Linked DNA regions of Rattus norvegicus: region 2 is linked to region 1. Evidence: chromatin contacts called from public Hi-C data. All regions are on one chromosome and are shown on one strand. Each heading gives the region's core, a stretch centred on a gene start, on an enhancer-like site or on the middle of the called end of the contact. The rest is flanking DNA. Distances are from core to core; before and after follow the strand shown. Region 1 overlaps Scd3 (stearoyl-coenzyme A desaturase 3). Region 2 overlaps Sec31b (SEC31 homolog B, COPII coat complex component).

Region 1 (6,742 bases), core at 3,921-6,420:
AACAAAATTTCAAATGCTCAATTTTTACCAAGAAAGACTCAGGAGCCAGATGCTGCGGTGAAAGTTGGCTAACTCAAAGAGGCAGAAAAAGCACACAGCTGACCTTCCTCCATAATCAACGTCCTAAAAGAGCAAGCTGTCCCCCACACCATCTCAAAATCCCCTCACACCGAATGTCCCTCCCATCTACTTCCTGTGTGTCTCTCTATCTGCCCTCCTGACTTTCTCTTACTCTCCTTTTTCCCCCACTATGTTCAGTCCCCGTCAACTGGTTGCTTGCTCTGCCTCTTGACCTATGGTTCACTTTATTTAAACCTGCTTACAGAAAACTCTTTGGATTAAACATGGGTGCCACAGCTGAGCCACAGCACAACTAGAAATAGGTTTTTACAGTAAATTGCACAATCTCAGGGTTCACAGTGTGATCAAATGTCCTATAACACAAATCTACAGGCAAAACCATATTTGTTCAGAAGGCGATTGAATGGATATATTAAGTATAGATTCGATGGATACATTAAGTATAGATTCGATGGATACATTAAGTATAGATTCGATGGATACATTAAGTATAGATTCGATGGATGCATTAAGTATAGATTCGATGGATACATTAAGTATAGATTCGATGGATACATTAAGTATAGATTCGATGGATACACTAAGTATAGATTCGATGGATACATTAAGTATAGATTTGATGGATACATTGAGTACAGAAACACCTATAATAGCTTCCCCACTAATGACTAGGAACTCTACAGTTGCAGGGTTTTTTAAAAATTAGTAGCATTGTGTGTGTGTGTGTGTGTGTGTGTGCATGTGTGTGGTGTGTATATATGGGGTACATATACACATGTGGGGTATACATGTGCAGGTCACAGGACAACTTTTGAGAGTCAGTTCTTTTACCTTGTTTCTGAGTCAGGATCTCTCTTGCCCAGATACTCACAGCTGACTGGCCAGCAAACTTCTAGACTGTTCTCCCTTTCATGCCTCCCGTCTCTCTACAGGAGTGCTGGAAGTACAGAAACGCACTACTACACTCAGCTTTTTACACAGTCTCGGGATTGACCTTAGGTCCTCAGGCTTTTCCTGCAAGCCCCTTTCCCTGCTTAGCCATCTCACTGTCCCCCAGCCACGGGCTTTCTGAGGGTGAATCTCCTTCTAGGGAGTGGGTCTCCCATCTACTCATGAATCAGTGTGTTGATTACCCACCTCCTGGACTTGCTACACATTGCCTGACCAGTCAGTGTGCTGAATACTGCGTCCATAATGGAGGAAGACTGTTAATGAAACTCTTCCCTAAGCAGCCTGCCTTGCCTCTTCCGGCTGTTTCATTAAACCAATTATATACAACCAAGGTTCACTGACCTAGGAACGTAAAACTTCATAAAAGGAATGAGGCAATAAAGCAAGATACTGTGTTGGGAATCTGGATTTTATCAACCCAAGGAGCAAATTGGACTAAGAACGGGACCTAGCGTTGAAACTGTTTCTGAGGTAATCGTCAACCCGAACAGATTTTTTTTTCCTGAAGAAGTTATCTCAGAATCTGCCTACCAACACTATCCTTCAACCTGTCCATCTCTGTCTTGAAGTGGGAAGAGTTTCATTGCCAAGCTCTGGGGCTCAGGGCAGAAAGGAGGGATGTTGTGTGACCAGCTTCCTGTCGCTTGGGAAGCAGCTAGGTCTGACCACAGAAAGAACATTTTTATAACTCATTGCATGTCACATCACCCCTGCTTAACACCTGACCTGCAGGGTAGTTCACCTCCCTGATATTTTAATGCAACGCAAGCTCAGTGCCAAGGAAAGGTTAGAGTTTCTTGTTGTCTTTTTGGTGGTGCATGTGTATGTAGTGTGTGTGTGTGTGTGTGTGTGTGTGTGTGTGTGTGTGTGTGTGTGTGTGTGTGTCTTTTCTGTGGCCTGATGGGAGTTAACAGAGAACACCCAGGAAGCCCTGGTCAGAGCTTTAGCTGGACAGCTACCTTGAGGCTCAAGAGAGACCAAGGAAAGAGTGCTATTGGTCAGGTCCTTTAATTTAAAACATTTGCTGTGTTTTTCAAAGTTCTGTTCCGTCCTATTGCTCAGCTCTCCTAGAAAAGCAGTAAGATAATAAGAAGGATCAGGCAACCAAATGATCCCTGGAATACAAGACTAAGAACAGAAGAACTGCTTAGGAACATAAGAGAAAGTTTCTGCCTTTTAAGATTGAATATACTAGGATACTGTATTGAAATGGGACTTTGTACAACATGGCTGCTTCTTTTCAGTATTTAAACATTGTCAACCCCCCATCCAGCTGGCTTTCAGAAGAGAATGATTTCAAACTCAGCCACTCTTGTGGCTCCCATCTCCAGTTCTCTTAATCCTGGCTAAGACAGTGGCCTTGGACACCCTCTTCCGGTCGTAAGCCAGGCCTAGGAAAGCCATGCAGTCGATGAAGAACGTGGTGAAGTTGATGTGCCAGGGGTACTCACTGGCAGAGTAGTCGTAGGGGAAGGCGTGATGGTAGTTGTGGAAGCCCTCGCCTGCAACAGAAGCAAGGAGAGGAGTTAGGGGCTCAGCGATTGTGACTTCCTCCTCTGCACACCTCTTACCCAGAGGGCTCCCCAGACTTTGGAGAGTCAGGACTGCAGGTGAGGGAATGGCTGACCCAATCACTGCCTTCCACTCTGAAACAGTGAGCTGAGAGGCTCAGGTGGTCCTTACCATTTGAAAGCATGTTGGAAGGAAATTTGCTTCCAAGGCTAACAGGATAAGAAGCTTGATTATTCTGGGGAGATATATTTTACATCGGTATGCTCTGCGATACTGTAGACTCCTGAGTGTGTGCATGTAACCAGGAGGAAATATCCATTAGTAGATCAGGCCACCTTCCTCATGGTACTTTGTGGGAGTACCATCAGTGGAGGCAGCTGCCACAGAAAAGGCAAAATCAGAGGAACCCGGACCTAGCCAAGGTGGGACTTCCTTCAGCCACTGGGCCTCACAGTGGCTGCCTTTGCTGCTGCTTCTCAGAGTTTCTCCCTGGTGCGGGAGGGTGGTGCAGGGGGATGCTGATAAAATAGAACCCCTTTAATAAAGATTTCTTGCTTCATCTGATATTTTTTTTCTGAAATTTCTGATTTTTTTGAGCGACAATTACTTGTACAGTAAACACACCTGAATATTTAACACAATATTTACATAAACATTTTGCAAGATATTCAAACTGTTGGAGCCAGTCCGGCGAATCAGGTTCGATACAAAGAACCCACATAAAAGTGGAAGGTTAGAACTGACTAAAAAGTTGTCCTCTGTGGCATGTACCAGCCCCCTCACATCAGTCTGCGTAGCCATACAATCACACACACCGTGAAGGTTCTTCTGTCAAATTGAGACTATCTGGAATTAACCGAAAGTCTGAAATGACTGCACACACCAGCGAGGGAGTTTTTCCTCAAGTCATTTCACACTGGAAGGTGCACTTCTGGTCCAGATCTTTGAGGTGGGAAGACACACCTCTAGCCTGGGCCACACCTCTGCTGGAAGTCTAGATAAGGACATAAGGAAGGAAGGAAGGAAACTCCTCACTCTACCTGCTCCTTCTTACCCGCCCTAGCAAGTCTATCTCTTCACCGGCTGCTTTAGGACTCCAGCTAGAAGGAAGAGCAACTGAGACCTCCATCCTCTAGACTGAGCGACTACTGGGTTCTTGGCTCTTCTGTTCATAGGCAGCCATTGTCATACAAGCTGGAACACAGCTTCTAAGTCATTCTAACATATATTATATATTACATATAGATAATATATATTCATATTCTAAGTTCTTTTATTCTAGAGAACCCTGACTAACACACACACACACACACACACACACACACACACACAGAGACACACACGTGAATACTAATAAAGATTCCTTAATAAATCGATAGTCAAAATATTTTCCTGAAATTTTTTATGTATTTGGATGAAAACGTGCTATCTTTGTAACACTATTTATTTGAATATTGAAAAAATATAAACTGTGACTTCAAGAAGAATAAAAATCGCCAGGTATTGGTGGCTCATACCTTTAATCCTGGCGCTTGGGAGGCAGAGGCGGTCAAGTTCAAGGCCAGCCTGTTCTACAGAGTGAGTTCCAGGACAGCCAGGGATAAACAGAGAAACCCTGTCTCACCCCTCTCCCGAAAAAAGGATAAAATCCTAACTTCCTTTTACAATTTCTTTGTATACAGACAAAAATATTCGGGAATGTAGATTAGATAACACCAGCAAGTAAAAGTTCCAAATTTTATGGAACAGACAAAAAACATTTAAAAAATATATAATGAGCTATAACAAAACAGGCAAACTCCTTTACACTGCCATCTGGATTTGTCCACTTTTAAGTGGTATTTGCCTGTATTCCCAGCTCTTTGGAGGCTGACCCAGGAGGGGTCTCACCAGCACAAATTAGAAGAACTGTATTTCTAAGGTAAAGATAAAAGAACCAGACAAGCAGCTTATTGGTAGAAGTTCAAGGTCACCCTGAGCCACAGAGTAAGTGCAGGGCCAGCCTAGACTACTTAGTGAGCTCCTGTCTCACAATATAGAAAACCAGACAGGGCTCGAGGATGGCGTTCAGTGACCGAGTACTTGCACAAAGGCTGTGATTTCTTCAGGAAGAATGGGTTGAAGGCAAAAGGGAAGAGAGATCGGAGGAGAGAGAGAGAAACTGAAGGGAGAGGAAAAGGAAGAAGACAACACCAGAAGATTAGAATGGCAGGAAACAGGAGAGCGGCGGATGAAGTCAGAGAGGAGAGAGAAGGGGCAGAGAGGGAATGTCAGGAATGTCAACAGGGACAGAGCACGATGCTGGCCACTACCTAGGACAGCATAGTCACCACAAGGCTGGAGCTGGGAGAGTGCATGGTAGCTTCCTTCACAGAATACATCTCTGTCAGAAGTTGATTTACTTAAACCTTGGTGAACCGGAAGTGCATGCCTGGCGGTGGTGCTGGCGGTGGTGCTGGCGGTGGTGCTGGCGGTGGCGGCGACTGCGGCGGTGGCAGTGGTGGTCCCTGAATCTTGGATGGGGGTGCAAGTTCATAAAACCACACCAGGGAGAGGAGCCAGTATGAGAATGGCTCACTTTTAAGTCCACTGAACAAAGCCATGCTTGTTTTTCCTTTCCTTCGCATGGCATGACTAGGTTATTGTGTTCTCCGTGAGCCTACTGTTCTGTGTATGAATCCAAGCAGCAATGGCCCAGCCCGGAGAAATGAATCAGAGATGACTTGAGAAACGCTCATTTGGAAGGCTTTTGTTTTGTTTTGTTTTTTAACTTCCAATCAAAGGCAGGACTTTTTTTTTTTTTATCCTTTCCCCTCTTACATAAAATGTGTTGCTTGACTCTCATGTTTCCCCCAAGGTTGCAATCCCGAGTTTTACAATGGAAGACATGAGACACTAAGTGCCTTTAAGAACAGATGACTCGGGTCTTCCTCGAAGCGCACGGAATAAGGAGACCACTGAACGTTAAAATACCATAGACTGCTGTCTAACTTACCCAGAGTCCCCAAGGAAACCAGGGCATTCTCCCGGGGATCAATGTTCTTGTCGTAGGGGCGATATCCATAGAGGTGGGCGGCACTGTTCACCAGCCAGGTGACGTTGAGCACTACGGCATATCTCAGTAAGGTGGCAACATAAAAACTGTGTAGAAAAGTTTCACCCCAGAAATACCAGGGCACCAGCGTGGGCAGGATGAAGCACAAGAGCAGGATGCCGGGCTTGTAGTACCTACGTGGAGAGATCACATGCTGAGTCCCAAGAGAACTCTCATCCTAATCTGGATTGGCTATTGTCACTGGGAGGGGCTGCTGACTTCCTCTTACACTGTGAGTGCAGGGATGGGGTGAAAAACCTTCTCAGTACAGAGTGCCATCATTTTCATGAAAAGTCTGCGTGAGGCAGAGATTTTCCTAAAATAACCCCACCATTTAATAGAGCAAGGGCTCCACCATTCTTACTCACAGAAGGGTGTGGTACCTTACTCAACAAATCAAGACCAAACCCCATTCTCACCCAGTCTGTGCTGAGGCGCTGTTTGACACCTGCCCTTGAGCTCCGTTTTTTCTATGAGAATATAATGGGTTTTTTATATTTTTCCATTTCCTTCTAGCTTCCTCTGTCGGGCCTGACCACCAGCAGGTTCTGTCCTTCTGGAGGCTTTATCCCAATTTCCCTCCCTCTCTCCCTTCCTTCCTTCCTTCCTTCCTTCCTTCCTTTCTTAAAGATTTATTTAATTTATGTATATGAGTACACTGTTGATGTCTTCAGACACAACAGGAGAGGGCATCAGATCCCATTACAGATGGCTGTGAGCCACCATGTGGTTGCTGGGATTTGAACTCAGGACCTCTGGAAGAGCAGTCAGTGCTCCTAACCACTGAGCCATCCCTCCAGCCCCCAATCTCATTTCTGCATAGAACAGATCCTGATTCCTGAGAGAATGGTTTCGTGTCTCCTTAGCAGTAATGTCTTAAACTTTCCAGTCACTGGCAGGACCTGCATTCAGCTTTCTCCTTCTTGTGCTCCTTTCCTAAAGTGAATCCTCTCTCCTGGCTGTGTCCTTCCCTCACCTCTCTGGCGCCATGTCTTCTTCGCCTGACCTGACGGTGGCCTCTTGAGAGCACAGCTCTGTTTTTGAACCACCCATTGTTGGAGAAATAAACTCCTCATTGTCAATCACCTTGATCCTATCGGTGAC
Region 2 (6,460 bases), core at 1,101-3,600, 290 kb before region 1:
GCCAACACAGAGGAAAGGCAGAGTGAAGGGAGGTCCTAAGATTTTCTCACTTTGAGTTTGAGATGGGACAACAGTTGTCTGAAGGAGTTGATTCTGACCCGTACGGGATAGGCTCTGGCATTAGCTGGACCCTAAACATTGGCTGAATTAGTTTTGTGGACACAAACTGATACAGTAGCTCTGTGAACAGCTTTGTAACTTCTCCAAGCTCACTTTCCCTACTTGAAATTGGATGTAATAGAATTGTTAAATATTAAACTAATGAACACTTGTAAAGCCCATAAAATAGTGTCTATTATGTGATAAGTTGTCAATAGATGAAATTGATTTTTTTTTGAGATTAGGTTTCATGTAGCCCAAGCTGGCCTTGAACTTGCTTAAGTACATGATCCTGAATTCCTCATCTTCCTGCCTCTAATTCCCAATTACTGGGATCACAGGCAGGAGCCACCATGCTGGCCAGGGTGTACTACGTGACTATTTGAGCAATGAGGACTATGCGATGTAGTCTATTTGCAGTAGTTATCAGTCTCTATGTAGCTCGATTTTAACTTTAAGATTAAAAAACAAACCACTCCCATATAACCCAGACAGTGGCTTTCCGGATTTTAGTTTAACATAGACAAAGTTTTTTTTTTTTTCTAAAGAAAGGACAAAACTGCAGAGGAGACTTCCTTCTGGGTCTGGAGAGAGAAGAAAACAGACAAGCAGACACAGGCTTAGGCTGGGAAAGCCCACATGAAAGGAGAGGTTGGCAAAGATGTCTATACCTAAGTTGGTGCTGATACAGAATCTTTTCCTTTGTAGGTTTCACAAGCTAATCTGGGGAAGCTCCAGCAGTGGGCTTCTGGAGAACACTGGGGTTATTGCTGGTGGAGGAGACAGTGGCATGCTTACCCTATACAATGTGACCCACATCCTTTCTCCGGGGAAGGAACCCTTGATTGCCCAGAAACAGAAGCACACAGGAGCTGTCAGAGCCTTGGACTTTAATCCTTTCCAGGTACTGTGTCTTAGTTGATCAGACAAGGCTAAGGCATGACAACGGATGCCTGAATGGAAGCACTCTCTTGTGATCTTCAGGCTGCTGCTCCGAACTGTAATGGGAGAGGCTCTGCGTCTCCCAAAGGCAGTTCCCCTCCTTCTCTTTCTGAAGTGGGAGTAGGGGAGGGGTCTTTAAAAATATCTTTTTTTCACACAGGGCAACCTCCTGGCCTCAGGAGCCAGTGATTCTGAAATCTTCATTTGGGATTTGAACCACCTGACTGTTCCAATGACACCTGGATCCAAGTCACAGGTGAGGGGCCCCCTCCACCCTCTGACTCGGGGCTACCTGCCCTCCTCCCTCTGACCTGGGGCTGCCTCTTAGGGTGTAGAGCCAGGTTTCCCCAGGTAAAGTTTTGAAATCTGGAGCCAGCAGACTAGCAGAGTAGCAGAGATTTCAAGCTTTACCACTGGAGGGCAATAAAACTCCACAGACGGACACACTATTAGCCACCTGAGTCAAGAGGGGGCACGCAGAGCAGTTGGTTCATGGTGGTCGTTTGCTGGTCAAAGAATTCCTGGAAGGAAGTGAAGGGCAGGGCAGTCAGAAAACACCAAGACAGGCAAGGAGTGATGTTTGTCATAGTTGTGGGGAGAGGGCTGGCTCGGCCCTGTACTCGGCAGAGGAGGAGCAAGAACATAACCCAGGACATACCACCACCTTGTTGGGGGTGGGAGGGGCAGCCTTATCTCTGGTTTTGCCTCCTTCGCCAATCTGTAGCTTGGATTATCTCTTTGCTTTTCTCTGTCTCGTACTTTATCATGAAGTAAATGTGGGATGACTGGCACTTGATACCCTGGAAGTCAGGTGTTTTCTCTGCCTCATTTTCTCAGGTTCTCCTCACATCGGGTTGGTTTCCTCTCTCAGATTTCTCCTCCTCCCCTTCTCTGTCCTGAGGGGGCGTTACTTTTCAACCGGGACTCTCTACTTTCAAGAGAACTTTGACTTTAGCTGTTTCCCCCCTCCCCACTTCTGCCCCAGTAACTTAAGCATCCTTCTTGGAAAATGTAGTCCCAAGTCTGGAGGCCATTAGTGGGAGGAACCTCTTGCCTCCTTTCAACTTCCTGTGGGCCGTTGGGAGGAGCAAAATGGTACCTGTCACTTAATTCAGGGGATGGCAGGCTGTCTCTTTCACCATCTTGTCTCAGAACCCCCCGGAAGACATTAAAGCATTGTCTTGGAACCGCCAAGTCCAGCACATTCTGTCTTCTGCTCACCCCAGTGGCAAGGCAGTTGTGTGGGATCTCAGGAAGAACGAGCCCATCATCAAAGTCAGCGACCACAGCAGCAGGGTGAGTAGTGGCCAACACGGGCCTGTATTCTGGCTTCCCTCACGTCAGACAGCGGGAGCTACTCTTGTTCAGGATGGGATCCATTCTCAAGTGTGGATTCGGCCCCATAACAGAGTTCTCATTAACAGTGAGTACTTGAGAAGCTGACCTGGATTCTGGTCGCGTTCCTTGTTTGTTCATGGTTCTCACTTATTACTAAGGAGACACACGGTACCCTCAGTAGTCTCATTCCAACTGGGCAGAATCAGTTCATAGTCTTAGAGCTTAGGTTATATCACCAACGGGGAGGGATCTTCTCTGTTCACAGATGAACTGCTCAGGCCTGGCCTGGAACCCAGACATAGCCACACAGTTAGTGCTGTGCTCAGAAGATGACCGGCTCCCAGTGATTCAGCTGTGGGACCTGCGCTTCGCTTCCTCACCCCTGAAGGTGTTGGAGAGCCACAGCAGGTAGCAAACCCTGTTCAAATGGGGCTCATTTTAGCCACTAACATCTTCCATGGCTTCAAAGACGTCGCAGAGAACACAGCTGTATGTCTAACTGGGAGGCATTCCTTCGGAGCCTGGGCTTACGGGGAAGAGCTGGGATTCCGTACAGCTTCCAGCGAAGGGCCATGAGAAACCTTTGAGCCAGTTGACCCTTGGGTTAGTTTCTATCACTACGATAACTACCTGAGGAAATTAACTTCTAGAGGAAGCTTTGTTCTCTGTTCATGATTGATTACTGTCCTCACTTTGGGGACTTTGATGTGACAGCAAATTATGGCAGGAATGTATAGGGAGAAAAGTCACTCAGCACACGGCCAGGGAGAAAAAGAGAAGTAGGAAGAGGTCAGGGTCCCAGCATCTCCTTCAAAGCCTTGGTTCAGAGACCCACAGACCTCTCACTATCATACCTGTCCTGTCACTGGGAGGGTCCTAGATTCTGCTCTAAGAACAGTGTTCATTTCTCTGAGTGGGGAGCCTCCTGCCAGAACTCTTTTTTTTTTAAAGATCTATCTATCTATCTATCTATCTATCTATCTATCTATCTATCTATCTATCTATCTATTATGTATACAGTATTCTGTCTGCATGTATGCCCTGCGGATCAGAAGAGGGCACCAGATTCCATTACAGATGGTTGTGCACCACCATGTGTGGTTGCTGGGAATTGAACTCAAGACCTCTGGAAAAGCAGTCAGTGCTCTTAACCACTGAGCCATCTCTCCAGCCCCCAGAACTCTTAATAAAAGCAACTTGGCTCCTATCTCTTCAGAAAGCCCTGTCCCTGAAGCCGTAGGTCTTGGGCCCACAATAAAGGAAGCAGATCCATAATGTAGGTCTCTCTCTCTCTCTTTCCCCACCCCCGACCCGTGTGTGTATGTGTGTGCATGTGAGTGTGAGAGTGTGTGTGTGTGTGAGCGTGTGTGTGTGTGTGTGTGTGTGTGTGTGTGTGCGTGTGCGTGTTGTTCCTTAGGAGATGTCTACATGTTTATTGAGACAGTCATCACTGAGTCTCTCCAACTAGGGATGGTTGCTTAGCCACTCAAGCCCAGAGATCCTCATGATTCTGACCCCGGAATTACGTGTACTGCCTTGCCGAGCTTGTTAACATGGTGCTAGGGATCCATCTCAAGTCCTCAGGCCTGGAGGGGAAGCACTTCACCAACTCAAGTGTCTCCCCAGCCCCTCCTTCAGGACTTCTGAGAGTTAGGTCTTTACTAGGGGGCGAAAAGCAACCCAGAAATGGACGTTTGTATGATTCCTTCTAATTCACGATTCTACTCTCATTGCTCAAGTCGGCAGGGTGGTGCAGTGCATAGTGCTGTGTTGTGGACCTTTCTAGGCCACCGTCTTAACACATACTCACTTTTCAAAGCTTTGCTTTCTTCATTGAGAAATTAAGTTAGATCATCCGTTTTGTGGAGGGGAGCCGAATCTAAGACATGCAAGGTGCCCACTCGGGCTGGCATTCCACAAACACTGGTTCCTCTTTATTTCCAATTTTAGGGGCATCTTGTCGGTGTCCTGGAGCCAGGCTGATGCTGAACTGCTGCTTAGCAGTGCCAAAGACAACCAGATTTTTTGCTGGAATCTGTCAAGCAGTGAGGTAGGCTAGTCCTGCTATGAGCATACTGTACTGGAGATCTGATGATGGGGGAGAGAGGATCCCAGCTACGCGTTCCAGAGTTATCTACGTCAGTGTTTCCTCATGCTGTGCTCTCTTGCGGCAGGTGGTCTACAAGCTACCCACACAGAGCAGCTGGTGCTTTGACGTTCAGTGGTGCCCTCGGAACCCTCCTGCGTTCTCTGCTGTCTCCTTCGATGGCTGGATCAGTTTGTACTCTGTGATGGGTAGGAGCTGGGAAGCCCAGCAGCACATGAGGCAGGCTGACAAGGTTTGAAGGGCTTGGTAGAGAGTGCTGGAGGGAGGAGCTTTCTGTGTTTTAGGGATGAGAGGTCACATAGCTTGGGAAAAAATGAGAGCTCTTGAAGAGAGGGAGGCCAGGCTGTGGGTTTTAGAGGACCGTAACTTGTATTAGTTCCTGACTCCCTTGGAGGAAACCTCTGACCTCTTGTTATTCATGCTGAACTCTGCTTTGGGTCTGTTATCTCATAGTATGTCCTGACCTAGCTCCCTCTCTGCTGAGTATCTACCTTGTGCCACCCTCCCATGCAGACTTTAAATAGTGCTGTCCAAGAGGGTCAGATACCTGAGTCTCCCACCCACTTCCAGTCTCAGTCCTAGACTGTGGGAGTCTGCCCCTCCCGGGTCAATTGGGCCTCACAAGGATTCATCTCAAAATTGAGTTTGTAGGCAGAGTTCCTTGCTGAGATACCTCTCCATACTGGTGACACAGGTGACCTTTCCCTCTAGATTTCCTCTTCCTTTAGCCAAGGCCAGCCTCTCCCACCACTGCAGGTGCCTGAGCAGGTGGCCCAAGCATCACTAATTCCTCCCTTGAAGAAGCCTCCCAAGTGGATGAGAAGGCCGGCAGGCGTTTCATTCGCTGTAAGTGCTGGCAGTGTGTGCTGTGTTTGTGTGCAGGGCCTATCACGCACCCCGCAAGGCACGATGCATAACTTAGCTTCCCCCTTCATTCTGTCACCATTCTGCAACCTGCTTTAGACCTCCTGCTTATGATAAAGAGCCTGAGATTCTTCCCGAGGTTGCTGTAACTCTTAGATGTCTGGCCTGGTGGCATGGAATACGGGAAGGAAAGAAAAACATAGATTTTATCCCGCCCTCCGTCTACTCAAAGGGCTTCCCTTGCTGAATAGACCTAAGGCTAAACCTACTCAGCTCCATTTATCTTCCCAGAGACTTTTCCCATCTCAATCTTAGAAGTCCCTTGTATTCCAGTTACATGTGCTTCATTTCATTTCTACTCCATGAACAACTCCTCACCTCTCTTTGTCTCTTATCCATCAGCCTCTCCCATTTCCACTGAATCCCGGTGGGCTTTGAAGACCTCCTCCTTAAATACCACTTCTTCCTCCAGCCTTATCCCAGTTAACATCAGCTCCATTCTACTGAGATTCATATTCCTGTAGTTCCGCATTCCATTTTATATGACATATATCAAATACAATGTATCATATGTGTCTGGAGACCCTCGTAATAGATTCTGTAAGGCAAGGTTCTGCCTTGTTGATTTTTATAACCCCAGAAGAGAGCTTTTCAAACTCTAGTGTGAATAAAGGTCACCTGAGGATCTTACTAATACCAGGTTCTGGTTCAGTGGCTCTGATGTCCAATTTCCCAGCAAGTTTCCAGATGCTATCATTGCTGCTAATCTGAGGACCAATGCTTTGAGGAGTAAGAAGGTCCTGAAGTGCCTAACACAATGCTTTAGCCACTGAATTTGATTAGGAAAAGGATGTATAAGAGGAGACGTTCTCACATTTAGGGTTGGTGGTTTTATTATAAAGAAACGACTAGCATGCTCATGAAGGAATGCCTTTGTAAAGTAACAGGAGATGTTTGCTACTTTACTTTGTAAAGTAGCACTGCAGATGTAGCTCAAGAGAGGGCTTGCTTAGCATGAGCACTGAAGTGAAGCATTCTCGTCATAGCTCTGCTGTTAGTGAGGTGACTCTGAAGAAGTCATTTACCCCCTCAGGACTTGAGTATCTTATC

Evidence for each region. Hi-C and Micro-C count contacts between places; a contact is called where the count stands out from the background.
Region 2: a contact with region 1 is called in a Hi-C map of the A7r5 cell line, with 4 times the contacts expected there. The contact joins two enhancer-like sites. A contact is called at or near these places in 4 of 12 Hi-C or Micro-C datasets (the A7r5 cell line, Schwann cells, frontal cortex and 1 more).

What each region holds. Positions count from the first base shown.
Region 1 is chr1:253,056,974-253,063,715 of GRCr8, reverse strand. It overlaps Scd3 (stearoyl-coenzyme A desaturase 3), which reads right to left. Exons shown (of 6, transcript XM_008760487.4): 5 at 5,540-5,772; 6 at 54-2,534. The coding sequence ends at 2,335. Among named protein-coding and RNA genes, the nearest start is that of Scd-ps1, 8.4 kb to the left of the region's middle. Within about 2 kb of position 5,170, at least 38 of the 93 cell types and tissues checked have an H3K27ac peak or open chromatin away from gene starts, as enhancers often do. A contact at or near this core is called in the A7r5 cell line, where this site is marked.
Region 2 is chr1:253,341,366-253,347,825 of GRCr8, reverse strand. It overlaps Sec31b (SEC31 homolog B, COPII coat complex component), which reads left to right. Exons shown (of 26, transcript NM_001135713.1): 4 at 808-1,003; 5 at 1,202-1,297; 6 at 2,194-2,337; 7 at 2,645-2,787; 8 at 4,330-4,429; 9 at 4,554-4,718; 10 at 5,198-5,332. Among named protein-coding and RNA genes, the nearest start is that of Sec31b, 9.2 kb to the left of the region's middle. Within about 2 kb of position 2,350, at least 3 of the 93 cell types and tissues checked have an H3K27ac peak or open chromatin away from gene starts, as enhancers often do. A contact at or near this core is called in the A7r5 cell line, where this site is marked.